Linked DNA regions of Podarcis muralis: region 2 is linked to region 1. A link is a contact called in public Hi-C data. All regions are on one chromosome and are shown on one strand. The core of a region is the stretch at or near the end of the contact, and the rest is flanking DNA. Distances in the headings are between cores, read along the strand shown. Region 1 holds the start of HEXA (hexosaminidase subunit alpha). Region 2 holds the start of ADPGK (ADP dependent glucokinase).

Region 1 (3,637 bases), core at 750-3,249:
TATATATTCCCCTTCTAGTTCCCTCCCCTTTCTCCTCCCTCAGGAGTCCTGCCCCATGAGTTCCTCTGAGCATGAACAGAAAGCTGTCTTGGGACTATTGTGGACTCTTGGCATCCTTCCTAGAAAAGGGGTGAGAAGCCAAAGGGGGGTGGGTCGAGGAGCCTTGTGGTTCAGCGTGTCCAAAGATGTTGCAACTAGAGTGAGATAAGATTCAGTTCTCAGGCCTGAATATTCTTGGCATTGACAGAATCTATTAATTAGCCTTTAAAAGTACAGTAACATTTTGCCTTGCAACAGCATCTTGTGAGAATAAGCAGAGGAAAGCTTTAGCTGTGGATTTTTAGAAGACAAAACAAATTTTGGACCGTTTTGAGGCCTGGTTGGGGGGGGGACTTCGGGCCTAGGTGGGGTCACCTGTCCTCACCTCCTACAGTATGAGGAGCAGTTGAAGGAGCTGGGTGTATTTAGCCTGGAAAAGAGGAGAGTGAGAGGAGATATGATATGATATGATATATTATATGATATGATATGATAAAGGTAAAGGTACCCCTGCCCGTACGGGCCAGTCTTGCCAGACTCTAGGGTTGTGCGCTCATCTCACTCTAGAGGCCGGGAGCCAGCGCTGTCCACAGACACTTCCGGGTCACGTGGCCAGCGTGACAAAGCTGCATCTGGCGAGCCAGCGCAGCACACAGAAACGCCGTTTACCTTCCCGCTAGTAAGCGGTCCCTATTTATCTACTTGCACCCGGGGGTGCTTTCGAACTGCTAGGTTGGCAGGCGCTGGGACCGAACAACGGGAGCGCACCCCGCCACAGGGATTCAAACCGCCGACCATGCGATCGGCAAGTCCTAGGCGCTGAGGTTTTACCCACAGCGCCACCCGCGTCCCTATATGATATGATAGCCACCTTCAAATATCTCAAGGGCTGTCACATGGAAGAGGGAGCAAGCTTGTTTTATTCTGCTCTAGAGCAGGGGTCCCCAAACTAAGGTACGCAGGCCGGACTATATTTTGAAAAGGGAAAAAAATGAACAAATTCCTATGCCCCACAAATAACCCAGAGATACATTTTAAATAAAAGTACACATTCGATAGAAGAATGGCAGATGAAGATGATGGATTTTTTGGAGCTAGCCGACCTAACCGGAAGAGTCCACGACCAGAAGGAGGAGGAGTATCAGGAAGATTGGATCAAATTTAATGATTACTTAGTTAAACATGTTAAGTTAAACTAAATGAAAACAGCTTGCAGATACTTAATTGGCTTAGGATTTTATTTAAGGTAAATGATGAATTAATATGTTTAATTTCATAATGTGAAGATCTAAGGATGTTAATGTTTAAGTTAAATTATTTTAAGAACTATGATTTGGAAAACCGTTAAAAGGACATGCAATGAAATTCAACGAAGGGGAAGTAAGTCACTTAACAATGTTAATAAGCGTAATTTTTAATAAGATTGTGATTTATGTTTGTTTGTTTTATGTGTTTGTTTGTTTATAATGTTGTGAAAACCAATTTTAAAAAAATGGAAAAAAATTAAATAAAAGCACACATTCTACTCATGTAAAAACACACTTGATTCCCGTACCTACCGCAGGCCGGATTTAGAAGGCGATTGGGCCGGATCCGGCCCCCGGGCCTTAGTTTGCCTACCCCTGACTTACATCATCGGAGCCTACACAACACAAAACACTGTTGCTGTATGTAGGTTTTATTTTATTTGGTTCTTATAATTTGGAAATGTACATCCAGTTTGTTTTTTCCTTTAATTGTTGGGCAGGCTCTCATGAGAGTGGGGCCCTAAGCTATAGCTTGTTTAGTTTTAGACGTAAATCCGGCGCTGGTTGCAGGCGGAGAGGGGGCTGCAAACCCCTCGTCCTCTCCCCCCCAGGCTCGTTTGCACGGGCGGCTCCCCGACTCCGCCTTGTCCCCGGGGCACCACCCGCTTCCCCTCCGACCGGTTTTTTTGCACGGTCACATGACCCGCCCACCCCTCCCGCTGCGCCGCATCCTCCGCTCGGTGGCGCTTCTCCGCGCGCTCGGCTGGCGACCATGGCGGCGCTCCGTTGCGCGCTGCTCTCCCTGCTCGCCGCCGCCGCCGCTGCCGTGTGGCCGCAGCCGCAGTCGCTGCTCCAGGCTGCCCAGGGCGGCTGCCGCCTCCGAGCCGGGAGCTTCCGCTTCGGCTATGCCGACTCGTCGGCCGTGGGGCCCGGCTGCTCGGTGCTGGACGAGGCGTTCCGACGTTACTGGGCACTGCTTTTCCTTCCCGGACTGGAAGACGCAGGTCAGGCGGGGTTGGGGGGCTAAGGGTGATTTTCAAGGAGAAGCAGCGCTCTTCTTTCATATCTGCACGCTTTGCCTTCCCGGACGGGGCTTGCGGGATTTGATCGCCGAGGGGAACTCTGCGCATGCCCAGAGACACGCCGCTTCCTCCCTTCCAAGCTGGGGAACTGAAAGCTCCGAGCGTGGCCGAGTCTGACCCCTGTTTGTAGAAAGCATTGCATCCAGCGGTTTTATTTCAGTTTTAAAACTGTGAAAAGTATGCAAAGGATTTTATTTGTACTCATTCTGATAAACTAAATATTATGGTACGAGGTGCTGCTGCTGTTTGGGATGTGTGTATGTGTAGGGGGAAAAAGTATCAACACAGTCATGTGCATTATTTTAAAATGTACCACTACACTAATAATGCTGTTGTCCAAAATAATGCAAGTAATGTTTATTTAGTTGCATTTCTAATACCTTTTATCTTATTTTTTATTTTATTATTTTATTATTTATATTATTATTTTATTATTTATTATTTTATTTTATTTTTAATACCCAGGACCCTCTGTAGGCCACGCCCCTTCACAGTCCCTGCTTTGCACCCTCCTTGCATTGTTGTTGCTGTTTGACTCAAATGAGTCCTTGAACTCTGGTTGCACCTCTTGCAATAAATTGGGTGTATGTGTGTAGCAACTAGCCTGGTATACAAAGGTCAATTTTATATTTCTTGCTCTTCCTGCATTAGCCTCTAGCCCAGCTAGAACGTGGATCATTATTTGCCTTCTGAACAACCTCAGGGCAATGTACCCTAAAGATAATGCAAAACAGTTAAAAGCACAAAAACAGCAAAGGTGATTCAAATAGAAGTAGAGCCATACAAAGCAGTCATTCGTAGTAAAGACCCATGTATGCAGTGGGGGAAACTTGTTGGAACAAAAATACCTCCAGTTGTTTCTGGAATGTATGCAGGTAGTAGTGGACACCTGTCATATCATTTGACAATGACACCTGCCAGAAGATCTCAGGATGTTTGAACGAGCAGCATCAAACGCCACGGACAGGAGGTTTCTTTTATTTCAGATAATAAATTGCATGGACAAGCAAAAGAAAAATGTGAATTAAAAACTCATAAATCTATGCCTAATGCCCATAGTCTTTATTATCTTATTGCAATTCAGTTTTATATTGTATCATCATCGGGAGAGGTTTCCTTCCTCTCTTTGCTCCCCTTCAGAAAGGGAGTGGTTGGGCGCCTCCATCTTGGGTGTGGCAAAAGGGGTTTGGGGGCAAGTAGCGCGCGGTTTGTGGCAAGAGTTTGCTAGAGAAGAATAACAATTAATTTCTCTTACCTGCGCATCTATCA
Region 2 (3,839 bases), core at 612-3,111, 130 kb before region 1:
TCGTATAAGGCAGCTTTTTATGTTCCTATGATGTTTGTCTCCCAGAAATCCATCCATCACCATCACTGAGTGGAATGAAACACAGACAGACGTGCTCTGCCATTAACTTCAGATAATAATGTAAGAGGGGTGGTGGAGGAAAAGTTATCGAGCATGTACAAGGTGTGTTTCTATAACCATTATGACTACAGTTATGCTAATCCAAGGGCAACTGGGCCTCTAAATCAAACAGTGACAAAGAACATTGAAAACTGGTAGGCTCCCCATACCCCCAAAAAACCCCCAAACAGGATGGTTTAATAGAATTGTAGAGCTGGAAGATCATCTAGTCCAACCCCCTGCAATGCAGGAATATGCAGTTGGATCACCTACAGGGATCCAACCTTCAACCTTGGCATTATCAGCACCACACTCTAGCCAACTGAGCTATCCAGGTTTACAACATAATATCATAATGCGCAACATGATGTACATAACATCCATTAAATGAAACAAGAAAATAAGGTAATTGTTTTAATGCAATACATAATATATAACGAGCAATGCCAGCAACTGAACCTGGAATTTTTTTTAAAAAATCTGCTTTTGTCATGCAACGTGTGTCCTCCACCATAATTGCTGTCAACCCAGGCTGGCAGCAGTTCTCCAGGATTTCAAACTTGGGGATTGAACCTGGGATCCTTCTGCATACAGAGCACCGGGTGCTCTGCCCCTCTGTTATGGTCCTTCCCCCTTTCTGCCTCTTCTATTCTCTCCATTTCGCCTCCTACCCATCCTGAGTCAAGGGCTCTCCTTCCTTGGAGGCTTTTAAGCAGAGGCTGGATGGCCACCTGCCATGTATGACCTAGCTGAGATTTCTGCATTGTAGGGGGTTGGACTAGATGGCCCCCAAGGGTCCCTTCTAACTCTGTTATTGTTTAGTTGTTTAGTTGTGTCCGACTCTTCGTGACCCCCTGGACCAGAGCACGCCAGGCACTCCTGTCTTCCACTGCCTCCCGCAGTTTAGTCAAACTCATGTGGTAGCTTCAAGAACACCATCCAACCATCTCATCCTCTGTCGTCCCCTTCTCCTTGTACCCTCCATCTTTCCCAACATCAGGGTCTTTTCCAGGGAGTCTTCTCTTCTCATGAGGTGGCCAAAGTATTGGAGCCTCAACTTCACGATCTGTCCTTCCAGTGAGCGCTCAGGGCTGATTTCCTTCAGAATGGATGTGTTTGATCTTCTTGCAGTCCATGGGACTCTCAAGAGTCTCCTCCAGCACCACAATTCAAAAGCATCAATTCTTTGGCGATCAGCCTTCTTTATGGTCCAGCTCTCACTTCCATACATCACTACTGGGAAAACCACAGCTTTAACTATATGGACCTTTGTCAGCAAGGTGATGTCTCTGCTTTTTAAGATGCTGTCTAGGTTTGCCATCGCCTTTCTCCCAAGAAGCAGGCGTCTTTTAATTTCGTGGCTGCTGTCACCATCTGCAGTGATCATGGAGCCCAAGAAAGTAAAATCTCTCACTGCCTCCATTTCTTCCCCTTCTATTTGCCAGAAGGTGATGGGCCCAGTGGCCATGATCTTAGCTTTTTTGACTAACTCTACCATTCTTCGATAAAGGGCATCCTTATCACCATCACCAAACTGGTCCAAGCAACTAAGGAGAAAATATATGCGTACACCCCCCCGCCTCGCAACGCCTCATGGTACATTCCTCTCCCTCCCCTTTTCCCCTCCTTTCCTCTTTCCATCTCTAGTCGCCCACCCCTTTCTCCCGACGATTGGTTACGTTCCCTTTTGATTGGCAGTCAAGCTTCGCCCGGCCGGCTTCCGAGTTGCGGCGCCCGACGATTCTGCAAAGCTCGCCGCGCCGACGAGAGGCCGCCCGCCGCGCGAGAAGTTAGGCAGAGCCGCGCAAGCTGCGCAAACTCCGTAAAGCGGTGGCGCCCCCCCCCCCGGTCCTGCCGAGCGGGTTGAGTAACGCCGCCGGCGGGATACGGAGATGGCGTAAGGGAGCTGCGCGCTTCTGAGGCGGCCTTTCGAGAGCCTCGGGCGGCGGAGAGGCGCTGCAGGGCCCGCGGCCGGCCGGCGGGTCTCCTCGGGGACGGGAAGAGCCGCGTTTCCTGAGAGGAGCAGCCCGCGGCCTGGGCTCCGGGGAGGGGCGGGAAGGCGCCGGGCCCCTGCTGCCCCCTCAGCTGTGAGGTAAACCAGCCCGCGCTTTTCTCTCCGCCGGAAGCCAGCGAGGGGTTTACCTCAGGGAAAGGGAGGGAGGGACTTGGGGGGGCTTCTTTTTCCCCCTTGGGTCAAATTTGGGGGTGACTGTCCCCTAAGCGCGCCGAAAGGGAGGGAGGAAAGCTCGTTCTGCAGGGTAGGCCGCCTGCAAGGCCCTCCTTCGCCTTCCCCCGTCCCGCTCGTCGCCTCCCTCGCCGGTGGCTCCCACCGGAGTTGCCCCGAGGTCGGGGGCTGGGGGAGGAGCTGCAGTCCAGCGACCCCGGGAGGGGCGAAGGGTCCGACGCCCCCCCCCCCGACTTCTCCTCCTCCTGTCCCCGTTCCTTGCTTTCGTTTCCTCCTAATCGAGGTCAAAGAGGAAATGGGGTGGGGGGGTGGGAGTAGGTATTTATATCTTTTATATATCATGAGGGGCGGACTTTGGTAAAAGGGCGCCCTGAGCCAGAACAAAGTTTGGCGGGCACCCCCAATATATACATATATATATTATTTTCACAATAATTGAGTAGGTACCCGTATAAATAAAGGTGGTGGTGGTGTTATTTTGCATCCCTTTGGTTGTACGCCCTGGGGGGGGGCGTTACACCTCCCTAAATCCGACTCTGGTTGCACGCATATATGTGTGTGTGTATACACATACACATATATGTACACACAGACACATATGTGCCCAACGCTTGTCTATCTCTCTCAGTACCCCCTCCTCTCTCTGGGTCAGACCTTTTCTTAACTGAGTGAGTGGCAGGTGCAATTCCCCCCACAACTAACTCAGTAGGTCTTCTCTGCACCCCCACCCCGTACCTTATTGTACAATATAAAGAAATTAATAAATATAAGTATAATAAACCTAGATGCAGGGGGAGGAAAGAGAAGGAAAAAGCAAAAATAAGAACCTAGCAAGGTGGGATTTGCTATACAAATTCTAATGCTCATGCTTAAATATTTATTTATAGGTTGTGAACAATTATAAACATGAAGGTGGCCGTTGTGGAGAAAAACAATTTTCAGGCCAGACTTAAGAGAGCTGCCATATAAACTTCATTCACACTCTTCACCTTTCACTTCAAGACATCAGCATGTGGAACAAGTCGGTTTGTGTGGCCTTGTTGGCTCTGGCTACAGGCTATGTCTTCCTACTGGACTCTGATCTGCCAGATTCAGTGCTGAAATATCTCTCAAGCTCCTTCCTATATCAGCTGCAGGGGGATCTTACGTCCCCAGAGAGCAGCATGGCAGCTGCCTGGGAAGTGCTTATCACCCAGCCGGGCAAACAGTGGAACAGAGTTGCTGTTGGGTGAGTGATGTCTTAAATTATTGTGTATAGGTCTCCCTGAGTGTTCTCTGGAACACTAGCTAATAAACGTTCCTGCTATAGAGCAGTGGTCCTTATATTTTCTGCTGTGGAGGAACCTGTTTCCATGTATTTTTTACTACTGAGGATCCTCTGCATGCTTGCCAGGCAAATATTCTAGGGCACATATTAGGGTCCTTCAATGTAGGACACTAGTCAGTCCAGCTGAGCCATGATGTTACTTTGTATAATCTAAGTGTAAACTAAGAGCATGCATTAGAACACACTTATTTGTGGTTGTGCATTGCAAGGGAAGGTCAGATAGTGGTG

What was found. A called contact is a pair of places that touch in the nucleus more often than the background predicts.
Region 2: a contact with region 1 is called in a Hi-C map of blood, with 4 times the contacts expected there. The contact joins the promoter of ADPGK here to the promoter of HEXA in region 1. A contact is called at or near these places in 2 of 3 Hi-C or Micro-C datasets (blood and tail).

What each region holds. Positions count from the first base shown.
Region 1 is chr14:7,665,269-7,668,905 of rPodMur119.hap1.1, reverse strand. It overlaps HEXA (hexosaminidase subunit alpha), which reads left to right and starts at 1,999. Exons shown (of 14, transcript XM_077918455.1): 1 at 1,999-2,290. The coding sequence starts at 2,059.
Region 2 is chr14:7,797,917-7,801,755 of rPodMur119.hap1.1, reverse strand. ADPGK (ADP dependent glucokinase) reads left to right here and starts at 1,861. Exons shown (of 8, transcript XM_077918866.1): 1 at 1,861-2,191; 2 at 3,172-3,512. The coding sequence starts at 3,295.